Regions from separate parts of the Hordeum vulgare genome. Here region 1 is linked to region 2. The links are chromatin contacts, called in public Hi-C maps. All regions are on one chromosome and are shown on one strand. The core of a region is the stretch at or near the end of the contact, and the rest is flanking DNA. Distances in the headings are between cores, read along the strand shown. Region 1 holds the start of LOC123409866 (protein LOL4-like). Region 2 has its middle 300 kb from the start of LOC123408702.

Region 1 (7,428 bases), core at 4,704-7,203, 550 kb before region 2:
TGAACCGAACTGGGACCAATGCCCCGGCAAATCGAACCGGGACCAATGCGTATCATTGGTCCCAGTTTTGATTTGATCCGGGACTAATGGTCTTTCGGCCCTCGGCCGAAAGACCTTTTTCTACTAGTGTACATACCTATAAATATACATAACCCAATGTAAAACTTATATGTGCATAACCCGATGTGAAATTTATGGGTACATACCCATAAATATATGTATCCCAACGATTAAATTTATGGGTATATGCCCGGACAAAAAACGGGTGTACATTTCCACGCGTGAAATATAAGTGTACATACCCTGATGTAAAATTTATATGTGTATACCTGATACGGATGTATCCAAGGAATAATACTCGAGAAACATAATAATTAAATTATACAGAGACGACCGTTTGGGGCACCTAGGTGTCTGGGCACCTTGCCTATCCATCGTTGGATCATATTTGACGGTTGATATGGAAACCAATGTAAATGTCTCAATTAATAGGTAATTTGGCAAACTTTAATTATTTGACTATCTCATGCATGCATGTCACGTGATAAAAGCCATATCATTTTATATATCATAGGAAATAAAAATTAACATTTATTGTATCCTTATATAGCATTTATTGATTCGTACAATAAATTACTAGGTATGTATATATAGGTGTATGTACGTAACCTCAATAGTAGGCATATGCATACCTGCGCATATATAATTTCGTTAATAGGTATATGCATATCCGCGTTTGTACATAATTTTTTCACTAACTACAAATTAAAACAAATCATTGGGTATATATACCAGCATATGTACATTATTCTGTTAGTAGGTATATCATATCGACATATATATGTACATAATTTCATTAGTAGGTATAAATATATATTTGCGTATGTATATAATGTTTTACTATCTACATCCTAAAATAAATCATTAAAAATATATAACAGCGTATACACATAATTTATTACTAGGTATTATATACCATGGGTATATATCTACAATTTGGAATCGATGCATAGTTTGTTAGTTTTAAATAATAAAAATATTTTGTTTTGGATACCTAATGAAATAATCAATGTCTGTGTATATATTTATATGTGTGTGTATTTATCGATGCGTAGACGTTTTATTCACCGACGAGTCACGTTGTGCATACATGCATGTATACCTTGATCTGAAAAAAATCTATATAAACACGTATACCTCTTTCCTTTTATTTTTTATTCTCTCTTCATCGATTAATGTGTGTTTTAATTCTTTTCAAATCAGTAAATGCTAATGAAATGACACGAAAGCTATTAAATGCTATGTGCCCAGGCACCTAGGTGCCCCAAACATTTTACCTATGTGTGTGTGTGCACAAAAACGAAATATTTGTCATGCATGCACGCATGCTTACCATACTCATTAACTAATTAATGATTTACTATATCAACACCGACGTCATACATCAACTCATCATCTAACAGCTACGAGATAAGTTGCCCAGGCACCTAGGTGTCCCAAACGGGCGTACTCTACATACACCCCTTTCTTTTTTTTATATCAATGCATCATAATTTTAGATTCCATAAATCTTGTTGTATTTTATATGTAAAAAGAGACAGTAAGAAAATATATAGTCATCGTAAAAAATATTTTATATCATGTAAAATTATAAATACAAAAACATAGTTAAAATATACATAAAATACGATTTTTTTTGTCTTATGACCTATATTTTTGTTTTCTTATGTCAAACTTTACGTAGTAATATAAATGTAACAATTTGCATTTCAAATGTAATTTATTTATAAAACGATCGTAAGATTACCTCGGGTGAAGGATAACTTATTCTGCATCCTGGGTGAAGAATAGTATATTTTACACTATTCGTCATTCTGGGTGAAGAATAACTATTTTCACCCCCTCTATTCTCACATCAATGCAACGTAATTTTATGTTTTTATTTTTTCTTATTTCATACGTAAATAGGGACCGTAAGAAAATATATAGTCACCATAAAAAATATTTTATGTCACGTAAAATTACAAACATAAAAACATAATGTAAAATATACATGAAATGCGATTTTTCTAATCTTATGACCTATACTTTTAATTTTATAAATCAAATTTTATGTAATGAATCAATATTAATATAACTATTATTATTCCAAATGTAATTTATTTATGAAACGATCGTAAGATTACTTGGATAAAAAATAACTTATTTTGCATTCTGGATGACGAAAAACAACCAGTGCTGATTTCATTTCAATAAGACAAGGCCAAGACGGCCGGGTTACAGGTTCCGAAAGCGTTAGAAACTAAATATATACAGCTGGGCTATTATATAAAATAATCGTGGTTTCTTTTCTAGGCCTTGGGCTGGGACGGGCTCTGGATGGGCCATCTTCTGCATGCTTATTAGCTTATGTTTTGACGTTCTTCAAATAATAAATCAGCTTATGCTTTGACTGGCCTGATTCACTAGGGTTTGTACCATCCTTCAAAGAAAAAAGGACTTAATTACACAGCGGAGCCGCATGCTAGTCTTTTTATGGGGCGGTTAATTCCATCTTTCTACCATGCATGCATGCAATGCAACGACGTCATCAAGATTCTCTTTATTGACTTGAAATTTAAAAAGTTTTATCTCTAAAACCGTTAATCTAATTGACAATCCGTTTTCATCATTGGCTTTGTCGCGACGAGATCTTCAAAACTAGGCCACATGTCGACATGTTTCGAGAACTTTATTTCTCCGTCCATAATTGCCACGTTTTTAGACTTACTTGTCGTATTATTAGCCACTTACTTGTTCAAAAGAAAATAACTTAATTGCCATTTTTTTCTGGATGTGAATCATGTGCCGCATGTATCCATATTGCAGCATACAGCAACGTGGGCTAGAAGGATATGCAGATGACATCAAAAAAATATGCATTGCATACAAAGCGTCACACAGAAAATCGGTAGAAAAAGTTTCTCACACAAAACATGTCTTGGCAGACCTTATTCACCAGCTAAATGCATCTGGTTAGTACTAGTACTACTAGTAGTAGTTTAAAATTGCATAGTTGTCAATTTTATAAAAACTTAATTGTCAAGATGCTAGTTTAACTATGCCGAGTTGTCATATTTACAAACGATGACCAAAAAAGATTTTTTTGTGGTCATCGGTTTTAAATATATTGAGTTGTCATATTTTTGCGTGTAATCACTTAAAAAAGTTGTTTGTGCTTGCCATTTTGATTACGTCAAGATGTCATATTTACACGTAATTTTCAAAAGATTGGCGATTAAGCTATTTTTTATCAGACAAGTAAGTACTTACTAATATGACAAGTAAGTGCAACAAATGTGCTAATTATGAGCAAAAATAAGTTGTCGAAACATGTCGACATGGGATCTAGTTTTGAAGATTTCGTCGAAACAAAGTCAACGGTGAAAACGGATCATCGATCGAATTAACGGTTTAAGAGATAAAAGTTTTTGAATTTTGATCATTTAGAACGAATCTGATGACATCATTATATGCATGCATGCAAGAGAACACACAATCCGCCGCACCAGATGTCCACGGTGCGGCGCTTCTAGATAGAATTTCCCAAGAAAAAAACTAGGGTTTGTACTGTAACTGTAGAAGCCTAGCCCTAGTGTTATGCATGGGCTATCTTGAACGTTCAAAACCTGAACTGCCGGCGCTGGAAAGATAAACACATCTGGCTCTTCTTCCTGTGAACCGTCAAAAAGAAGCAGGCATCCATTATTCCGTCATCATCTTTTTGCTGCACAGTAGTTTCAGGGTTCAACTGAAGAATCAGAGCCCCAAGTGCAAAGTCGACTCAGCATGTCAATCGGTAAGCCGGCCGAAAATAAATTTCCGAAAAGGATAACACAAAAAGGAGAGAGACAGAGAGAGAGAAAATTCCAGGACATAATGCTTTTTTGCATTCCTTTTTCTTAAGAGCACATCATAGGCTAGCACATAGCCAGCATATTTACATTTTCAGAAAGAAGCACAAACATGGCACATTTCAGAGATCCATTTTTTTTTCCTTTTTCTCCTTCTCTTTCCTTGCCTCTTTTCCTACCGTTTCTCTTGTTTATATCAAGCTTAAAAACACACTTGATTTTAACATTTATCTGACGACGAAAACGATGATACAGATTCACCAAGGGCACGCATCATTAATCAGACCCTTAGGAATAAAACCAAGAATTCCTTCTTGGTCATCTTTTCCATGAGGTGACACCAACCGCCACATTGCTCACCTGAATCAGACGCAGACAAATTCAGTAAATTACACAGGTATTTTGTTTACCATAACTAGCGATGAAAATAGATGGTTTTGGTAGAGTGTTAGCTAGAGATGAGGGTGGTTACCAGTTTGCCCTTGTCGTTCATTGTCCTGGGATTCTCCACGAGAACTGTCTGAGGCCGGGCATGGGCATCCTGCAAGTTGCACGAACAAAACAAAGCTGAGCTAGAGAATAAAGCCGGCCGGCGCCGCCATCAACCTTTGACAATAAGATTCAGACTGTTTGGCAGATGATCGATTCCAATGGACCACCAGTACGCATGTAATTTTCAGAGAATTTGATAACACGAATGGTCCAGAAAATTTGAATGCTAGTCTGTGGTACGTACGTAGCTAATCATCTATATTATTCTCAGGTACTTGCCTATCTGAGAAGTGAGAACTGATTCCATGACGAAGCCATGGAGCAACCTGAACCTACCATAGTGGTGATCTTTTCAAGAAATATTGATGAGACACGAGAGGGTGATCGTCGCACAATGCTTGGCCCCATGTAGCTTTGGACCACATAAATATCTCTCTCCGTAAACTGATTCTTTGTGCGGGAAACCGTGCCGACTACTAGCTACAACGTTGCATTCGAAAATACCACATGGCATTCTAGACATGCATAGATATAGCCTCTAAGAGAAGTTAGTTTTCAAAGATCAGATCGTCGATTACCGGAGGCATGGTAAAGATTTAGGCAAGAAGGCGGGCGCTTACCGGAGGAGCCGAGGAGCCCTGGGCTCTGACGGGGTTGACGTGATGGCACGTGGCGCACCCCACGGTGGAGGCCCCCGGCGGGTACATGAGCGTCGTCCGGCAGCCGCCGCACTTCAGGTGGGCGTACTGGCTCGCTGCCAATCCATATGCGAAGACCAATGTCAGTTCAGTTCAATGCAACAAGCAGCTTAATTTGCTAGGTGAGGAATGCAGCTCAGTTGCAGCACAGCAACATGAGTACATGACTGGTGTGAGTGCGAGTGAGTTGCAGAAATGATTAAGCAGTACCTGATCTTGTGGAGTTGAGCATGTTGCACCGGGAGCAGCGTACGTTGGCGGCGCCGCGGTTGTAGAGCACCAGGCTGAAGCAGCCGTTGCAGATGAGCTCCGACATGGTCGCTGTCTCCGTTTGGTGGTTGACCGACGAGGTGCACCTAGGCATGCCTGCAGATTACATCCGTCGTTGTTAACGTTGCAGCTCGATCGCGTCAATTTCGTTACCAATTAAGATAAGAATGCGAAACACACGCTCACACGCGCGCACACACGAACGCATCGATTCTACCTAACCTACATAGTACTATTACTATATATACTCTATGTAGCCATGTAAATATGCAATGCATGCTCAATCAGTGCAACTATGCATACATGCATGCATGCATCAAGAAAAGAGCCGCAAAAGGCTAGATAAATTGCAGAGAGAAGTATATTGTTTTTCATGGTAGCTAGCTACACCTACATGCATGCCTGCATCATATCGATCTAGGAGGATTGACAGCATTGAGACATACCAAGCAAAGAACCCAACAAGCGGCTTGCACTGATCTCCGAAGGGCGCGAGAGAGGCGCGTCGGAGAGAGGGAGAGGTGGAAGAAGTACGTAGGAAGGAGATGAGAGAGAGAGAGAGAGAGAGAGAGAGAGAGCTGAGCGAACTCCACGGTGGCAAGAAACGTCTCCGGGGCGTGCAATTTATGGGCGAGGGATGGCGGGGTGATGGATTTGCTGGCTAGGATATATTCGCGGAATCCGAGAAACCGCCGGGCCGGGTCGGCGACGATGGTGGAAGGGATGGATGCCTTTCGGATATGGCCGAATTGCTGTCTCTGCCCCTCCTTCAATTCCATCCTTCGAGAGAGGGAGAGATTGCTTTGGTTCGTTTCTCTCCCTATCTCGTCGAATCTTTCCTTTCTCACTCCTACGCGACGCGCCAATAATTCATTCGTGCATTCCTCCCTCCCTCCCGCCGGCGTCTAGCTCTACCTTGTTTTCCTTTCTTTCCGTTTCCTTTAGCTTATATTATCATTAATCAGTTTGATTCGATGCTCCATGCTCCATCCAGGTCTTCAATCGATTCCGCTGCGTTTGAGTTCCGCTTCGACGCGCCTACGAAACAGTTATAATTTTTTATGTGTCTAGGACACATCTAAACGTTAGTTATTACACATCTAAATGACTAAATAAAACATAAAAAATATTCACACGAATCTTCATCTAAGATTAATGATATAGGACCGAGATGTACAATACTTATGTCATCTCTAGATATGATTTACCAAAATCTTCTTTTGTACTTAAGATTTGTTCTAGATGTCAAATATGATTTTTTTTTGACACAGTACACACGCAAGCGTTGATATACACGCGCATACACTTACCCTTATATACACACACATGGACACCTTATCCCTATGAGCACCTCCGAAAGAATGAGCCGGCATATCATCTTGAAATTTACGAAGTCACCGTAGGCGCCGGAAACGTCTCCTCCCACTAAAAGCTTATCGCTGAAAATCCTGAAATAAATGTAGAACTAATGCAAGCACCAAGATTTGAACCCTGGTGGGCTAGAGATACCACTCTCCCTCTAACCATCAACCATATGTTTGTTTGCATGTAAAATTGGACACTTGGTGATTTAAATTTGCATCATTTCTGCCTCTCGAGTAAATCTCCTGTAAAACCTGAGGAGTCACGTGCGCATCCAAACTGTCGAGCGAATCATTTCCGTGACGCGTCTGACCACATCCCCCTCCTACCGCCGTCGTCGTCCCATGGACGCCTCCTCTGATCCCGCGGCCGCCAACACCGCTTGGGCGATGGCTGCGTCCATGTCTGCCGCTAGTCTCGCCGTCGTCGCCACGATGCATCACCCAAATTGCGTGCCGGATTTGCAGCCCCTCATCTTGTTGTAGCTATCCGTCTGGAAGCTAGGAAGGAAGATGGTAGCCATGAGCAAACAACGAGGTGACGGCTCAAAGCGGCCGTTGCGGCTTTGTCCCGAGAGAAGAAGGCGAAGATGGTTGCGGCGGATTTGTCACCGGTGTCGCCGACGCCAGTAGCGGAGCTACACCCCAGGCCGGGGGGGCAACTCATGGCGTGGGTATCCTTCGTTGACTATAGTGCTTTTGGCACCGTTGGAC
Region 2 (7,139 bases), core at 4,346-6,845:
AAGAACTATGTGGCGCTTTGGCTCATCATATGATGTATTCGCTTCCTTATCTTTTCCTTTTCTCGGTTTGGTAGACATGTCCTTCACATAGAAAACCTGCGCCACATCATTGGCTGGGACGAATGATTCATCTGTGTACCCAAGATTGTTCAGATCCACTGTTGTCATTCCGTACTGTGGGTCTACATGTACCCCTGATAGATTGACCCATTTGCACTGAAACAAAGGGACCTCGAAATCATGTCCATAGTAAAGTTCCCATATGTCCACTATGTAACCATAATATGTCCTTTCCCATCTTGGTTGCTGCATCAAAGCGGGCACCACTATTTTGGTTGGTGCTCTGTTGATCTTGGGCGATCGTGTAAAATGTATTCCCATTTATCTCGTACCCTTTGTAAGTCAATACAGTCAAAGATGGTTCCTGGCCAACGAGTACAGCTCATTAAAAACAGTGTTGTCACCCATGAGACGTTTTTGCAACCAACTGCCGAAAGTCCTGATGTGTTCATATGTAATCCAGTCGTCACACTGCTCCGGGTGTTTGGAGCGTAGAATATTCTTGTGTTCATCGACATACGGGGTTACCAAAGTAGAACTATGTAGTGTGCTTGAGAGCAATAATGCCCGTCCATACATATTATTGAGTCCGCTCGTAGCGTGCCTTTTCCAGTCAGTCTCCCCTCATACCGCGATTGAGGGAGACCAATCTTCTTAAGGTCAGGAATGAAGTCAACACAAAATCCAATGACATCCTGTGTTTGATGGCAAATGGAGATGCTTCCTTCGGGCCTAGCGCGGTTACGAACATAATTCTATAAGACTCCCATGAACTTCTCAAAGGGGAACATATTGTGTAGAAATACAGGGCCCAGAACGACTATCTCGTCGACTAGATGAACTAGGACGTGCGTCATGATATTGAAGAAGGATGGTGGGAACACAAGCTCGAAACTTACAAGACATTGCACCAAATCACTCCTTAACCTCGGCAGGATTTCTGGATCGATCACCTTTTGAGAGATTGCATTGAGGAATGCACATAACTTCACAATGGATAATCAAACATTGTTCGGTAGAAGCCCCCTCAATGCAACCGGAAACAGTTGCATCATAATCACATGGTAGTCATGAGACTTTAGTTTCTGGAACTTTTTCTCTGCCATATTTATTATTCCCTTTATATTCGACGAAAAGCCGGACGGGACCTTCATACCAAGGAGGCATTCAAAGAATATTTCCTTCTCTTCTTTGGTAAGAGCATAGCTGGCAGGACCTTCATACTACTTTGGATGCATGTCGTCTTTTTCATGCACACGTTGATGTTCCTCTCGTGCCTTCGATGAATCTTTTGTCTTCCCATACACTCCCAAGAAGCCTAGCATGTTCATGCAAAGATTCTTCATCACATGCATCACGTCGATTGCAGAGCGGACCTCTAGGTCTTTCCAATAGGGTAGGTCCCAAAATATAGATTTCTTCTTCCACATGGGTGCGCGTCCTGCATCGTCAGCTGGAACTGATAGTCCGACGGGACCCTTTCCAAAGATTACTTGGAAATCATTGACCATATCAAGTATGTGATCACCAGTACGGAGGGCGGGTTTCTTCCGGTAATCTGCCTCACCTTTGAAATGCTTTCCTTTCTTTCGACATTGATGGTTGGTCGGAAGAAATTGATGATGCCCCAAGTACACATTATTTCTGCATTTGTCCAAATATATACTGTCGGTGTCATGTAAACAGTGTGTGCATGCGTGGTATACCTTGATTGTCTATCCTGAAAGGTTATTGAGAGCAGGCCAATCGTTGATGATTACAAACAGCAACGCATGTAGGACAAATTCCTCCCGTTCGTTCTCATCCCACACACGTACACCTCTTCCATTCCATAACTATAAAAAATCATCAACTAATGGCCTTAGGTACACATCAATGTCATTGCCGGGTTGCTCAGGGTCTTGGATGAGCACTGGCATCATAATGAACTTCCACTTCATGCACAACCAAGGAGTAAGGTTATACATACATAGAGTCACAGGTCGTGTGCTATGCTTGCTGCTCTGCTCCCCGAAAGGATTAACACCATGTGCACTTAAACCAAACCATACATTCCTTGGGTCACCTGTAAAGTTGCTCCACTTTGTCTCGATTTTTCTCCACTATGACCCGTCAGCGGGTGCTCTCAACTTCCCGTCTTTCTTACGGTCTTTTATGTGCCATTGCATCAACTCGGCATGCTTTTTGTTTCTGAACAGAAGTTTCAACCATGGTATTATAGGAGCATACCACATCACCTTGGCAGGAACTCTCTTCCCGGTGCGCTGGCCCTCAACATCACCAGGGTTATCTCTTCTGATCTTATACTGCAATGCACCACATACCGCGCATGCGTTCAAATCCTGATACGCACCGCGGTAGAGGATGTAGTCAAGAGGGCATGCATGTATCTTGTGCACATCCAATCCTAGAGGGAATAGAACCTTCTTTGATTCGTACGTACTGTCGGGAAATTCATTATCCTTTGGAAGCTTCTTCTTCATTATTTTCAGTATAGAACTAAATCCCTTGTCAGATACACCATTGTCTGCCTTCCATTGCAGCAATTCTAGTGTGGTACCGAGCTTTCTGTTGTCATCTTCGCAATTTGGGTACAACCCTTTTTTGTGATCCTCTAACATGCGATCGAACTTCAACTTCTCCCTTTCACTTTCGCAGTATCTCTGTGCATCAACAATGACCCGGCAAAGATCATCATCAGGCACATCGTCTGACTCCTCTTGATCTTCAGCTTCCCCATTGCACCATCACCGTATTCAGGGGGCGGGTAGTTGTCATCATCCTCGTCTTCTTCTTTGTCTTCCATCATAACTCCTCTTTCTATGTGCTTGGTCCAAACATTATAGTGTGGCATAAAACCCTTCTCAAGCAGGTGGAAGTGAAGGGTTTTAGAGTTGGAGAAAGCCTTCGTATTCCCACACACAGTACATGGACAATGCATAAAACAATTTTGCTTGTTTGCCTCAGCCGCTTTGAGAAAATTATGCAGGCCCTTAATATACTCGGAGGTGCGTCGGTCACCGTACATCCATTGTCGGTTCATCTGCGTGCGTTATATAATAAAGAGTATTAAAAACCATTACAACATATCATGAATAGAGAAGTGGCCAAATTAATAGAAATTCATCATCGCATTAAAGCCAAAGTATAGTAGTGACCAAAATAAATACATAACGTTCATAAATAGTTCTCATTATTGAACAACATATAGCTCTCTAGAGCATCTAATTAAAACATACATTGAAACTATAAAATTTAAATGCAACAACAAATGTGATCATAACTGCAACTAAGGTACCAATTGATCCAACGACATAATGATACCAAGCCTCAATATGAATAGCATATTTTCTAATCTTTCTAATCTTCAAGCACATTGCATCCATCTTGATATTGTGATCGTCGACGACATCAGCAACATTCAACTCCAATTTCATCTTCCCCTCTTCAACTCTTTGTAATTTTTCTTTCAAGTAATTGTTTTCTTTTTTAACCAAATTTAACTTCTCGACAATAATTTCTATGTCGGTTAGAATTTCCGGTTCACATACCTCCTTGATTAAAAAATCTTTGTCGCATTGGTCGGCATAATTGTCATAACCACTAAATAAAACAAATAGTTACAATACATAATATATACCACATCTGAATCATAGACAGGACAAGGACCAACGGAGGCGGATACCAAAACCATCGCACTATATAATAACAAACAATAATAAAAGTAAGAAAATTACACCAGTGTCTTTCTAAATCATACAAGTAAGAACTTTTTTCTTTTCGAAAGAAGATAAGAAGAAGAGGCTAACCACGGTGGTGCCGGCGCCGAGATGGGCGCGGGCGATCGACAGCGGTGAGGACAGGGACGGGACAGAACGGACCGTCAAACCTAGACAAATCTTGAGGAAAAAATGGAGCTTCGACAAGGAGCTTCGAGAAGAGAAAGCTTAAGTGTGGCTCGGACATTTCATCGAACACCTCATATGCATAGGAGGTGAGCTAGAGCACCACAAAGCTCTCCCACGATCGGCCAAAAAAACAGAGCAGTGTACTGCTCTGCTCGCGGGCAGGGGGTATATATAGGTCAATCATTGATCCCGGTTTGTGGCTGGAACCGAGACTAAAGGACACCATTTGGTCCCGGTTCCAGCCACAAACCGGGACCAATGGTTGTGGGCCAGGAGCGAGGCCCATTGGTCCCGGTTCGTGTCTGGAACCGTGATTAAATGAGTCAGACGAACTGGGACCAATGGCCCACGAGGCCCGGCCGACGCCCTGGCTTGGGTCCCGGTTCGTGAGTGAACCACGATTAATTGGATTTCAAACCTCGACCAAAGCCCTGATTTCTAAAAGTGTGAGTCTTCGGGCGATATTGTTTCAATGATATAATGTGCCGTTAGCTATAAAAAGTTCGTGACGATTTTTTCAATCATAAAAGTACGTCGGTTCAGTTTTTTTAGGTGTTCATAAAGTTGGTTTCTTTACGTGTATACATAGGACAAGTGTGTGTATATTGTGAACGCATGTGTTTGTCACGTGTTTTAAAAATTAACTTTACATAATGTCCCGTGGCCGGCATGCGTCCGCTTATCACAATTCGACACACGAAATGAGTGATCAGGTGCTTACTATTTAATCTAATCATCAGCGAGGTAAAGACCGACGGAATCGTGTCGACTCATGTTACGCTTTCCATTTCCACGTAACGTTCGATGGATCAATAATATTCGATCAATATCTCCTTTCAAATTATTCGATCAGTGTGGAGTATATAAAAACGAGAGGTCACGTAATGAGCAAGCTACTAGTTGTAGAAAGGAAGAAAGAGGGATCCCTTGGAGCTACTACTAGTAAATAAAACTGCGGTGGAAAGGAGAGGGGATGAGGCCTATTACGTGGCAAGGCTCGCTTTACATTCAAACCAAATATTCGCCATATCATCTTGTAGAAAGAAAGTGCAAAACGGTTATACTCCTATACGTTTGGTCGATTGGTAGCTCTATTAATTGTCCCTTTTATTCATAAAATGGAGACAGGGAATCCTTTGTGTCAGAATAAAATATCAAGTAACTGGCCGATATGCAATGAGATGTTTTACTAATCACAACCAATTAATGAGCGGACTGAACGTGAATTAACATGCTTACTCATCTCCACTGTTAAATGTTTGAGAACAAGCGGCCAACATGGTAAAATTTTGATTCGTACAGCCAACAGAGAAAAATTTGAATGCAGTCCACTTCAATTTCCTTCTAGATTGATGTAGGGAAGTGGAAAGTGCGTGTCCTTCTGCTCTTTCTAATTGAAAAATAAATAAATATGTCTGGTGTTTGAGATTGAGTATCCGTAGCATGTACACGCAGGCGCAAGTCTAATCATCTTAGCACATGGACCTATAGGTGTGTGTCGAATTCAAGGTCAGTCCATGGTTACTCACAAAGATGGACGGAACCAACAAATCGGTCAAAACTTATCCTCATATATATGGTATGGCGTACATTCAGATTATTCTTCAATGATAGAGATGGGTCGAAAGATGCATATCTAATGAACAGGAGCATCTCCATCGATAATTTTGGATGTGTTAGGTCGTGAGTTCAGAAACTTGCCTTCTTTCTTCCTTTTTTTGTGACGTATGTTGATTTTTGTGGCAGATGTGCTTTATTTAATTGTTCACACTTGCCGCCATCATCATCATGTTTTTTTTCCTCAAGAGAGACAAATCTCTCCCTAATAATAAAGCATCGAAGGTTTCTGTCGTCCGTCGTAGATATTTTGCAGAAAAGTCCCTGATGTTTGCTGAAATCAACCCGCAGTCCTGTTTTAAGTCAGAAAATGAATCTTTTTTGCATTTTTCAGAAAACCCCCTGACGTTTCAGGTAATCAACCCGCAGTCCGGATTTATGTCAGAAAACAAATCGTTTTTTGCTTTTTCAGAAAACCCCCTAACGTTTCACGTAATTAACTCGCCCTCCGTATTTAAGTCAGCAGAAAAAAATCGTTTTAACAAAAAAAAAACTTGACTTTTAAGTTAATCAATCCACATTTTATCTAAAACAAAATTATCCATATCTTTTAAACCGTAACTTCGATTTTAACATGTTATATATGAAATTTGATTAAAAAATATGTAGAATCTAAATAGGATGTTATTTTTAGCTATTGAGTACTTCTTAAATATTATTTTTGATGCAAACTTAATCTATAGTGCACAATCCTTTTTTCTCTCTTTTCGGCGACGATACGAATTGCAATAAACATCTATTAAATTAAAACCAAATTGAGAGGAAAGAAAACCATCGTTAACCACACATTCACACCTTTGGAAAACTTCGTGGAGGGAGAAACAACATATTTCTCATCTTATTCCAAGTGATTGTACATTCAAACGCGTTTTCGTTGTGTGAGCACTAAGGCCATCGTTGGCAACATAAATGTGATGCCATGTAACAATATATTACGTTCAAAGCGTATGTTATTTTCTTTTCCGTTGCAACGCACGGGCTCTTTTGCTAATCTTATTTAAGGATTTTGGAGTAACTCCCTCCTTAGGGCCTCGGGGCCTCCGTGCTGTCTCGTCCTCGTGCGGCTTGTGTTGATGGATGCCTCACGTGCTCAAAGGCATCCGATCGAGTCGGAGGTCCCATGCTACGCCCTTTTTTTCAAGGGTCAATGACGCATGGTCCGAGGGTGCGTTCGGGCCCACCTCGTTTGTCGGTCATTGCCCTCAGCCCGTGTGTGCCACTTCATGCGTTTCAGGTATCTTTTCGTCCACTTCGCTATTATGTTGCCCTGTCCGGGCCTCTTCGTGCTTGTCCGGTTATTTGGGCTTACCGGGCAGGCTTTCATCAGAGTGGTGGGGTTCTATGTGGATCCCGACTCATAAGTCAAAGTCAAAGATTGCACGTGCACAGTGATCTCAAAGATTAATGCTCACTGAACATATAGAAATTAAATAACAAGTGTCTTACATCAATTATGTATCATTTTACTCAAATATGGCATTTATGGTCAAGTCGTCATATATTTGCAACGAAAATCTTCAAGGATAGTGTGGACCCATGCCATCAGCCTTAATC

What was found. Hi-C and Micro-C count contacts between places; a contact is called where the count stands out from the background.
Region 1: a contact with region 2 is called in a Hi-C map of leaf, with 2.3 times the contacts expected there. The contact joins the promoter of LOC123409866 here to the enhancer-like site in region 2. A contact is called at or near these places in 2 of 6 Hi-C or Micro-C datasets (leaf and seedling).

Annotation. Positions count from the first base shown.
Region 1 is chr7H:409,453,287-409,460,714 of MorexV3_pseudomolecules_assembly, reverse strand. It overlaps LOC123409866 (protein LOL4-like), which reads right to left and starts at 5,953. Exons shown (of 5, transcript XM_045102735.1): 1 at 5,800-5,953; 2 at 5,294-5,449; 3 at 5,006-5,139; 4 at 4,366-4,434; 5 at 3,907-4,253. The coding sequence starts at 5,447. The coding sequence ends at 4,212.
Region 2 is chr7H:408,900,182-408,907,320 of MorexV3_pseudomolecules_assembly, reverse strand. No RefSeq gene overlaps it. Among protein-coding and RNA genes, the nearest start is that of LOC123408702, 300 kb to the right of the region's middle. Within about 2 kb of position 5,595, at least 1 of the 3 cell types and tissues checked has open chromatin away from gene starts, as enhancers often do. A contact at or near this core is called in leaf, where this site is marked.